3 separate regions of the Sus scrofa genome follow, and regions 1 and 3 are each linked to region 2. Evidence: chromatin contacts called from public HiChIP or PLAC-seq data. All regions are on one chromosome and are shown on one strand. Each heading gives the region's core, a stretch centred on a gene start, on an enhancer-like site or on the middle of the called end of the contact. The rest is flanking DNA. Distances are from core to core; before and after follow the strand shown.

Evidence for each region. HiChIP or PLAC-seq counts read pairs in DNA pulled down with a chosen protein or histone mark.
Region 1: a contact with region 2 is called in an H3K27ac HiChIP or PLAC-seq map of alveolar macrophages. The contact joins the promoter of HAAO here to the promoter of LOC100516606 in region 2. A contact is called at or near these places in 1 of 5 promoter capture datasets (liver), 1 of 47 Hi-C or Micro-C datasets (liver) and 1 of 2 datasets of contacts at active chromatin or transcription factors (alveolar macrophages).
Region 3: a contact with region 2 is called in an H3K27ac HiChIP or PLAC-seq map of alveolar macrophages. The contact joins the promoter of PKDCC here to the promoter of LOC100516606 in region 2. A contact is called at or near these places in 2 of 47 Hi-C or Micro-C datasets (liver and skeletal muscle) and 1 of 2 datasets of contacts at active chromatin or transcription factors (alveolar macrophages).

The regions. Positions count from the first base shown.
Region 1 is chr3:97,579,409-97,582,265 of Sscrofa11.1, reverse strand. HAAO (3-hydroxyanthranilate 3,4-dioxygenase) reads right to left here and starts at 1,413. Exons shown (of 10, transcript NM_001244941.1): 1 at 1,291-1,413. The coding sequence starts at 1,370.
Region 2 is chr3:97,949,679-97,952,505 of Sscrofa11.1, reverse strand. It overlaps LOC100516606 (cytochrome c oxidase subunit 7A-related protein, mitochondrial), which reads right to left and starts at 1,391. Exons shown (of 4, transcript XM_021087580.1): 1 at 1,223-1,391. The coding sequence starts at 1,294.
Region 3 is chr3:98,267,247-98,270,100 of Sscrofa11.1, reverse strand. It overlaps PKDCC (extracellular tyrosine-protein kinase PKDCC), which reads left to right and starts at 1,562. Exons shown (of 7, transcript XM_021087583.1): 1 at 1,562-2,385. The coding sequence starts at 1,747.

The DNA.
Region 1 (2,857 bases), core at 164-2,663, 370 kb after region 2:
GGGTCCAGAATGGTGCCTGGCCGTGGAGCAGGTGCTCAGTGAGCATCTGCTGAATGAGAAAAGGGAGGGCCTGCATTTTGTGGGTACTAATATTGGGGCAGCGCTGGAGGGCTGGACGGGGGGCCTGGAGGCAGGGCAGCCTGGAAGTGCCCACGGGGGATGGGGTGGAACCAGAGCCGTGGCCCTCGGGGCTGGAGAGGAGCAGTCGGATGTGAGACATAATCAGGGGGAAGGAGTGGAAGGCTGAGGGTGAGACTGTGGACGAGGATGAAGTGGAGGAAAGGGTGGGGGCGACAAGAACAGTAGAAGAGACCAAGTTTGGGGGGGGGACGCTGACCACTAGCCATGGCGGTATTGCGCAGTGACAAGAGTGTGGACTTTGGAGTCAAATTGCTGCATGAGCTTGGGTCTGGACCCTGGGACCCTGTCCTGCACTAGCTCTATGGCTGTGGGCAAGTTACGTGTTAAAACCCCACCTCAGGGGCGACTGTGAGAATTATTTGAGATGATGTGAAAACACTTGGCAGTCCCAGGCTTGACAAGGTGTTAGTGACTGGAGCCCTGTGGTGGGAGCCTTGTTGGGGAGGTTCTGCGGGGCACGGCAAACACAAGCCTGTGAACCCAGGGCTGGGGAGCCCATGAGGCCAGGCCACCCGGTGGGTGAAGGGGCCACCAGGGAGGGACTGAGAGGTGGGCTGGAGGAAGAGGGAGGCTGGAGCATGGTCAGCTCTGCCGGGAGCTGTGGGCAGAGGCGCTAGGGGGGCGGGGAGGGAGTATGTGCGCGCCCTCGGAAAAGGGAGCCTGGGAAAAGAATCAAATCAAGACCCTCCTATGGGAGCTGATCTCCGACGTCTCCCTCGGCCTGCAGCTTCCTGGACAGAGTCGGGATGCGGGATTGGGGTTCCACAGCCATTCTGCGGTATCAATCCTGCCCTCCCCCCAATTTCTGAGAGTCAGTGGGGGTTGAAGAGCTGTTTCTCAGCCCGGGGCGGGGTGGGGGGTAGGGTGGGGCGCAGGGCTGCGACCTGCCATCTGCATCTCTCCTGGTCTCAGTCACCAAGCCATCCTCAGACGTCAAGGCCGCAATCTCCAAGCAGTCACCAGAAAGAGGAACAGACGACGGCGGTGAAACCCGGAACAGCCCGCCCTCACCCTCCCCTGAACACCACGAGGATGCATCCTCCCCTTCTGCAAGCGTCTGGGTCAAGGAAGTCCGGGCTGGAGTAGAGGGTTGCAGATGGAGGAAGTGAGGACAGAGGGCAGGAGGATGGGAGCGTGGATGGGACTCACAGGAGCTTGTTGCAGACCGGGGGCAGGAAGGAGGCCCGGTTCTCCTCCACCCAAGCCTTCACTCTCACCGGGCGCTCCATGGCTACCCGGGAGCCCGGCTCTGGAGCTGTGTCCTCCGCGCAGTTGGAGGGGCGCGGCTCCGCGCAGCCGCCTATTGGCAGCTTGGTTAATTAGTGTCCCGGGGGTTAAAGGGCGGGGCAACGCCCCCGGACCCGCTGTGGCCTCTCTCGGACTTCGGTCTAGAGCCCTCTGCCCTCCGGCCCGCCCAGTCTGCCCCTGCCAGGCCCCATGGCCCATGCGCCCTGCTTCCCTGCCGCACGGACCCGGCGCCCTGCCCTCCCGCGCGGGAGTTGAGCGCCAGATCCAGGCGTAAGACACAGGATTCAGAACCTTCCTGGTCCCTTGTCTCCAGACTTTCCGCCTGGCCCCAGAAAGATCCCAAAGAAAACCTGTAAGAGGGAGAAGGTGGGTTTGGAAACGCAAGTGCCAAAGTACAGGGGGAGGTCGCTGGGTTGAGGCCTCAGTTTTCTCATCTGAAAACTGGGAGCGTCTACACAGCCATCTCAGGGTTGCATAGCGGCCACCATAGGCCCCGATTGATGTTAGTTCCCTGTCCTCTCACGAGGATCTGTCAGAGCCCGAAGATTTGTTAGGTGCCGCTCGCTCTGCTCTGCCTGTGACTAGTTTGGGAGAAGACGCAAGGAGCAGCGGTGGGAGCAAAGCTCGGAGCCCGGGGGGATGCACAGCAGGGACCGGCCGGTCGGGGCTGGAGGGCGCGGTCCCCACACCCATGCTCGCAAGTGGCAGGTGGAGCACCGACGAGGTGCCCGGCACTGTACTGATCTCCTTCCATGTCTTGGGGACAGACTCAAAGCACATGACAATTTATGATGAGTTTTACAGAGGAAGAACCGAACACTAGGACCTCAGGAGTCTGGAGTTCAGGGTGGGAGGGCAAACAAACCTGAGCTATGATTCCAACCCAGGGTGAAAGGCCCTAATGGGGGAAAGGACCACAGACCCCTATGTTCTTCTTCCCCTACTTTCTTCTTTCTTCCTGACTCACAATTCCTAGGAAAACTGTGTGTGTGTGTGTGTGTGTGTGTGTGTGTGTGTGTGAACAGGGTGGAGTGTGGAAGTAGTAGGGGAGAGGCAGGGGAGAAGGAGCAGAGCTCAGGCTCTGGCACCAGAATCCAGACGGCAGAGTTTGAGAAATTGGGGTGTTCCCTGTCATGGCTCAGCAGAAATGAATCTGACTAACAACCATGAGGACACAAGTTCCATCCTTGGCCTCCCTCTGTGGGTGAAGGATGCAGCATTGCCATGAGCTGTGGTGTAGGTCGCAGCCGAGGTTCAGATCTGGTGCTGCTGTGGCTGTGGCTGTGGCTGTGGTGCAGGCTGGTGCTACAGCTCTGATTAGACCCCTAGCCTGGGAATCTCTATATGCTGGAGGACAGCCCTAAAAAGACCAAAAAAAATGGAAATTCCTCCGATCCTCGTTCTCATCTCATCTTGCCCCTCCCTGATGCGTGGGGTGGGTGGGTGTCTCAGCACCCTCAGATACAGG
Region 2 (2,827 bases), core at 142-2,641:
ATCCTAGTTTTAACAACAAATCCAATCTTAGATTGAAATCATTCTTTTTCTTTTATGGGGGGGCAGCTGCTGCATATGGAAGTTCCCGAGCCGGGGATCAAATCCGAGCTGCAGCTGTGTCAACGCTGGATCTTAAACCCACTGCAGCACGGCGGGGATTCCAGATTGAAATCATTCTTAATCATCCTCCCCCTTGAGCAAGTTACAGAGTTCCATAGGGAAAAAAAAGGCTGTAACAACAATGAAGCAGGAGCATTCCTTAGGCCTCACCTGGGGCCTTACTATCCCAGTTTTCCAACTGCAAAACTCATCAACTCTTCCCACATTACTCTGAGGATAAGGAATGAATATCATGGTATCTATGACTTAGCTTCCAGAGAATAGCCACCCCTTATCTAGTAACAGCCACCTGACCTAGTCACTTAACACACCTCATTTAATCTAAACTACAGATGACCTAGGGGAAATTGAGTTCACAATAAATTAAATGACTTAGTCAGGGTCATAAAATTAAATCAGCTAAGCCAGGATCTAAGCCCAGATTAAGAGGGTGGGACTTTACAGTCCCTCATCTCTGACCTACACGCCGGAAACTGATACTCCAATTGGCAAAATCTGAGTGAAACTGCAATACTTTTCAGACCACTCGAATAAGAGCAACTGTCAACCATTTTACAGTAGGCGAAAACGTCAGCTCTCTGCACGTAACTGCACAGGCTCACCCAAATATTTGAATTAGCTAAATATCCTAATTTTGATCATAAAACCGCTCCCGTCCCAATGGCTTCCGTCGGTGCCATCATCCCAGCTCTCAAATCTGGTGTTTGAATGAGGCTGTCTTTTGGGCCGTGGCAGTAGTATGACAATGAGGCACTGAGGAGACTGGAAGTTGGACCTCCCTAAAAAGGATGGGGCCAAACTTCGGACTAGGACGGGTCATATTCTGTGCCCCGCAGACCCCATGAGACACCCCACGATCCACAACCAACAACCCGGGGGTCACCTTGACCCCTACTAAGTACCAGGCCCAGCTTCACACCCGGCCAGCGTAGCCGGGGGAGCACCTGCGGAACTCGGCACCTCCACGGCCGCGGCAAGGGGGTGAGAAGAGGCGCGGGGCGAACTAAACGAACAGCAGGCAGAAGCCTCGCCTGGCTCCAGAGCCAAGACTACCAGGAGCAGAAACTCGGGCCGTCCCTTCTCCCCTTCTCGCCACCCGTACCTGAGGGCTATACGCGTCGGAAGCCCATGCTCCCGTCAACTTCTGCGTAAAGCCACTAAACTTGTAATACATGATGCCCAGTGTCCGACTTCCCGCAGCCGCTGCCTGCGCGACCGCCCTAGAAAAGGACCCCGCCTTCCCCGCTGTCGCCCCAAGGCTCGACTAAAGGACCCTGCGCCAAGAGCCGGGGTGCCCAGAGATCGCCTAATTTAAAACATGCCCTCTTAAGCCACTTAAGGGAACGAGAAGCCAGGTTCTCAGGGACAGAGAAGGCAAAAGCGACTCTAGAAGAGCGCGGAAAGAAGCCGTTGCGCGGTGTATAGGAAATATGAAAGTTCCTCTTCCGCACCCACGTTCAGATTCAGGCAGTACCAAGACGCCTTAAGAATTGCGCAAGCGCCCCACGGATCAAGCCGTAGGCTTAGGGGCTTGCTGCAGTCGAGGGAGCGGCCTCGGGGCGGGGCCTTGGTGGGCGGGCCCTTGGTGGGCGGGGCCTAGAGCTGGGCTAGGTTGGGTGAATACTCTTACTTCCTGCGGGGAGGGAGCCTGTGCTCAGTTTGAGGGTTTCTCCTCCTTTACCAACTTAACTGTTCCCCTTCCTAGGTCGCCTCTTGAAGCGGGTTGGCTAGGCCTCTCTGGCAATCTAGGAATGGGGGGAGCAAATAAAATAAAAATAAAATTTGGAAACACTTGCTGCAAGCTGTTTAGTTCTAAGGGCTGTTAGGGGTTTCACCCCAATAATATATAAAGATAGCCTCCTAGGCTTTGTGTAGAGGAAATACATCGTGACCTATGAACCTGAGGCACAGGGACATAAATTTTGCACAGTTCTCAAAACTGATTTTTAGTCTTATCTAAGTTTTTTGGGAATCATAAAAATCATCCTTTTCCTGGCTTCTGCCCTTCCAGATAAATGAGGTGGGGAGTGTAGGGAAGGTGGATTAGCTGGAAAAACCTGAACCTTGAGCCTGAAAGATCAGGACTACCAGTTTCAGTTTTGGTAATATCCACTTAAGTTTTATTTAAAACTGTTTTTAGACCCTCCAGTCTGTACAAGGCACTGTGTAAAAGGTGTATGTATACTAGTTTCCTCCCTCCAGGAATGGAGCAAAGCTTTTCTTGAATTTATCATCTAACCAGAGGTCTTCACAAGCATATTACAGGTGCATGCATAGTGCATTTATGAAAGCATGTGGCAAACCGATGGGTGATACTAATCTGTATATAGCATTTTCCACAAATAAACATTCAATCTTTATAACCATCATATGAGATAGGTGCTGTTATCTCCATCTTACTGTACAGGAAAATGAGGCCCAGAAAAGCTAAGTAACTTGAAAAGGTCAGATATTAGTGGCAGAGGCAGTCATCAGGCTCAAGGGTCTGCACTCTTAATTAAGCACTACATAATAGATAAGTAGATATAAATCCACTCTGAGGACGATGAAGACTGAGTATTCCAGAGCAAGGGTATACACCAACATCCCAGCTTTGACAGGTATAAGCCCAAGAGCCCTAAGGGTTCAGCACTGAGAAGACTCTGAAAAGATTTTATATTTGATCATTTTATTCATATGATCAACCAATCCAAAGTCACTACTTTTA
Region 3 (2,854 bases), core at 313-2,812, 320 kb before region 2:
AGGGCATCTGCTCAGAGCCTTCCCCCCACACCCAGCAGCCAAGGGCCAGAGCAGGGCAGAGCAGCTAAACAGGACCAGACCAGAAGCCACCAAACCCGAGGTCCTCGGGAGAACTATGCCTTTTCTCACTCTGCCCTTTCCATGCTAAGTTAGACTGGACCCCACTCTCTTAGGGGAAGCCTAGGAGTCAGGGCTGGATTGCCCCTACATCAGTGGGATCACAGGCTGGAGATCAAGGACCTTCCAGGTCCAAAAGAACTGGACAAGCTTCCTGTTTCCTCTTCATCACAGAGACTCTGCATTCTGTTGTAAGGCCTGACCTCTTCAGCTTCCTGGAAAAAAGATTTTTTTTTTTTTTTTTTTTTTTTTGGTTCTCCACCTCTTCCCTGACTCCTCTCCAAACAATCTCTGACACTGAGGGGAGGGAAGGAAGGTGGGTAGGTGGACAGTTCTAAGGCGGTGGGGAAGTGAAGTGGAGGGCTGGGAGGGGGAGGGGCAGCGGCTTATCTCTCCCAGGAGGGGGGAGCTCACTCCAAACAACTAATGCACTGGCGTGTGAAAGCTCCTCAATTAGCACTAATGATGCAATCAGGGAGGGAGGAGGAGGGACCAGAAGTTCTGGTAGAGTCAGCACCTACTTACACTCACGATACACACTCCCTTCCTCGAACACAGGGGCCCTTTCAGACACACTAATGCACACACTCCGCAGACAATCTGAACCACGCATGTCCGTGGGCACAAATGCACTCTTTGCCCAAACTACTAGCACGCATATGGTTCGTGATCCGCTGCTGACCCCGTCTAACTGCAGGGTCCCAGAGGAGGGATTCGATTTGGGGCTTCAGGGACAAGGAAAATCAGAAATCAGAAAACAAAACAAAAAACTGGTAGAGGAGGTTAAAGAGGCCATCTCCGAAAACTTCATGATTTTTCCTCTGATCCCGGAGTTCCTGTCCCACGCGCGCTCGCAGGTGCCAGCCCCTCAGCTCCAGCCTTCCCCTTCCTCCGCGCCAGAATCCAAGACTGGGCGAGGAGCTGCCACCCGCAGCTCCACCCCTGCGCCGTCCGCCCCAAGGCCCTGGGTCGCCGAGAGGGCGCATTGGGATCACGCGGATCTCCAGCACCCGGACCCAGCGGCTTGTCCCCACCGGAATCCGTTACCCGCCGGCCTCGCCCCTTCGTCTTCTCCCCCACCCTGCCCAGCCGGCTCCGTTAGCCGCTTCCCGGTCCCGTTATTCGGCCACCCCAGCCCCGTTATCCACCCGAGCCCCCGCACGTCCCGGGGCCGCCGCCGCCCCCTCCCTTTCTCCCCGGCCGGAGCTCGGGGGCCGCGGGCTGGGCAGGGCGGGAGCCGCCTCCGCGCCGCTTCCCAGGCCGGGACGGCCGCGGGAGGAGGTCCCGCTGTCAGTCAGCGGGGAAGGCCGGGCCGGGCGGCCGGAGGGGGCGGCGCCGAGGACGGGCTCGGGCCGGGAGCTGGGAGGCGGAGGCGGAGGGGGGGCGGGGGCGGGGGCGGCTCCGGGCCTTATAAGCGGCGGGGGCAGGGCGGGAGGGAGGCAAGTGTCAGGCCGATGTGCCGCCCGCGAGGGGCCGGGGCCGGGGTCGGGGCAGCCGGGGCCATGCGCGCAGGCTGCGCAGGGAGCCGGCGGGGCGCTGAACGGAGCCGCCTCGGAGCCTGAGCCGCCCCGGGCCGGGGCCGGGGCCGGGGAGCCGCGCGGGGCCGGCCGGCCAGGGGGGAGGGGAGCGATGCGGCGCCGGCGGGCGGCGGTGGCCGCGGGTTTCTGCGCCTCCTTCCTGCTGGGCTCGGTCCTCAACGTGCTCTTCGCACCGGGCTCGGAGCCTCCGCGGCCAGGCCAGTCCCCCGGGCCCTCGCCAGCCCCGGGCCCGGGCCGTCGCGGGGGCCGCGGAGAGCTGGCCCGGCAGATCCGAGCGCGCTACGAGGAGGTGCAGCGCTATTCCCGCGGGGGCCCGGGGCCCGGGGCCGGCCGGCCAGAGCGGCGGCGCCTGATGGACCTGGCTCCGGGCGGCCCGGGCCTGCAGCGTCCCCGGCCCCCGCGGGCCCGGCCCCTGCCCGACGGCGCCCCGGGCTGGCCCCCAGCTCCCGTTCCGGGTTCCCCCGGCCCGGGCCCGCGACTGGGCTGCGCCGCGCTCCGCAACGTGTCCGGCGCACAGTACGTGGGCTCCGGCTACACCAAGGCCGTGTACCGGGTCCGCCTGCCCGGCGGCGCCGCGGTGGCGCTCAAGGCGGTGGACTTCAGCGGCCACGATCTGGGCAGCTGCGTGCGCGAGTTCGGGGCGCGAAGGGGCTGCTATCGGCTGGCGGCCCACAAGCTTCTCAAGGAGATGGTGCTGCTGGAGCGGCTGCGGCACCCCAACGTGCTGCAGGTACGAGGGTGGGGGTGCGGGGCTGAGGGTGCTGGCTGGACCTGCCCAGGCCCGGTCACTCTGGCTGGAAGAGAACCCTTGGTCTTAGCAGATAAAGAAGCGGAGCCCCAATGATTGTGCCCAGGTTAAACTAGGGGCAGGACCCGGACCATGGCAGCTTCTCGGTACCCTGACTCTCACTCCTGGCTCAGTGTCCTTTTACAAAGGGTCTCCCGTATTTCTCAGCTTCCATACCGTATCTCTTGAAGACAGGCCAGTACAGAGGGTCCCCAAACTCGAGGGTGGAGGTCCATTAGGACTTAGGACCCTGCTTCTGTCTGAAGCTAGGGTGTTGAGCACCAGAGAAATGACCCCAAATCAAGACATAAACAGAGGTCATCCCTGAGCAGGGATCCCAACTGAAGTGATAGGGTCCCCTTTCTTGTTGGACTCTGAACCCCACTTCTCTCAACTTCCAAACAGTGACTTA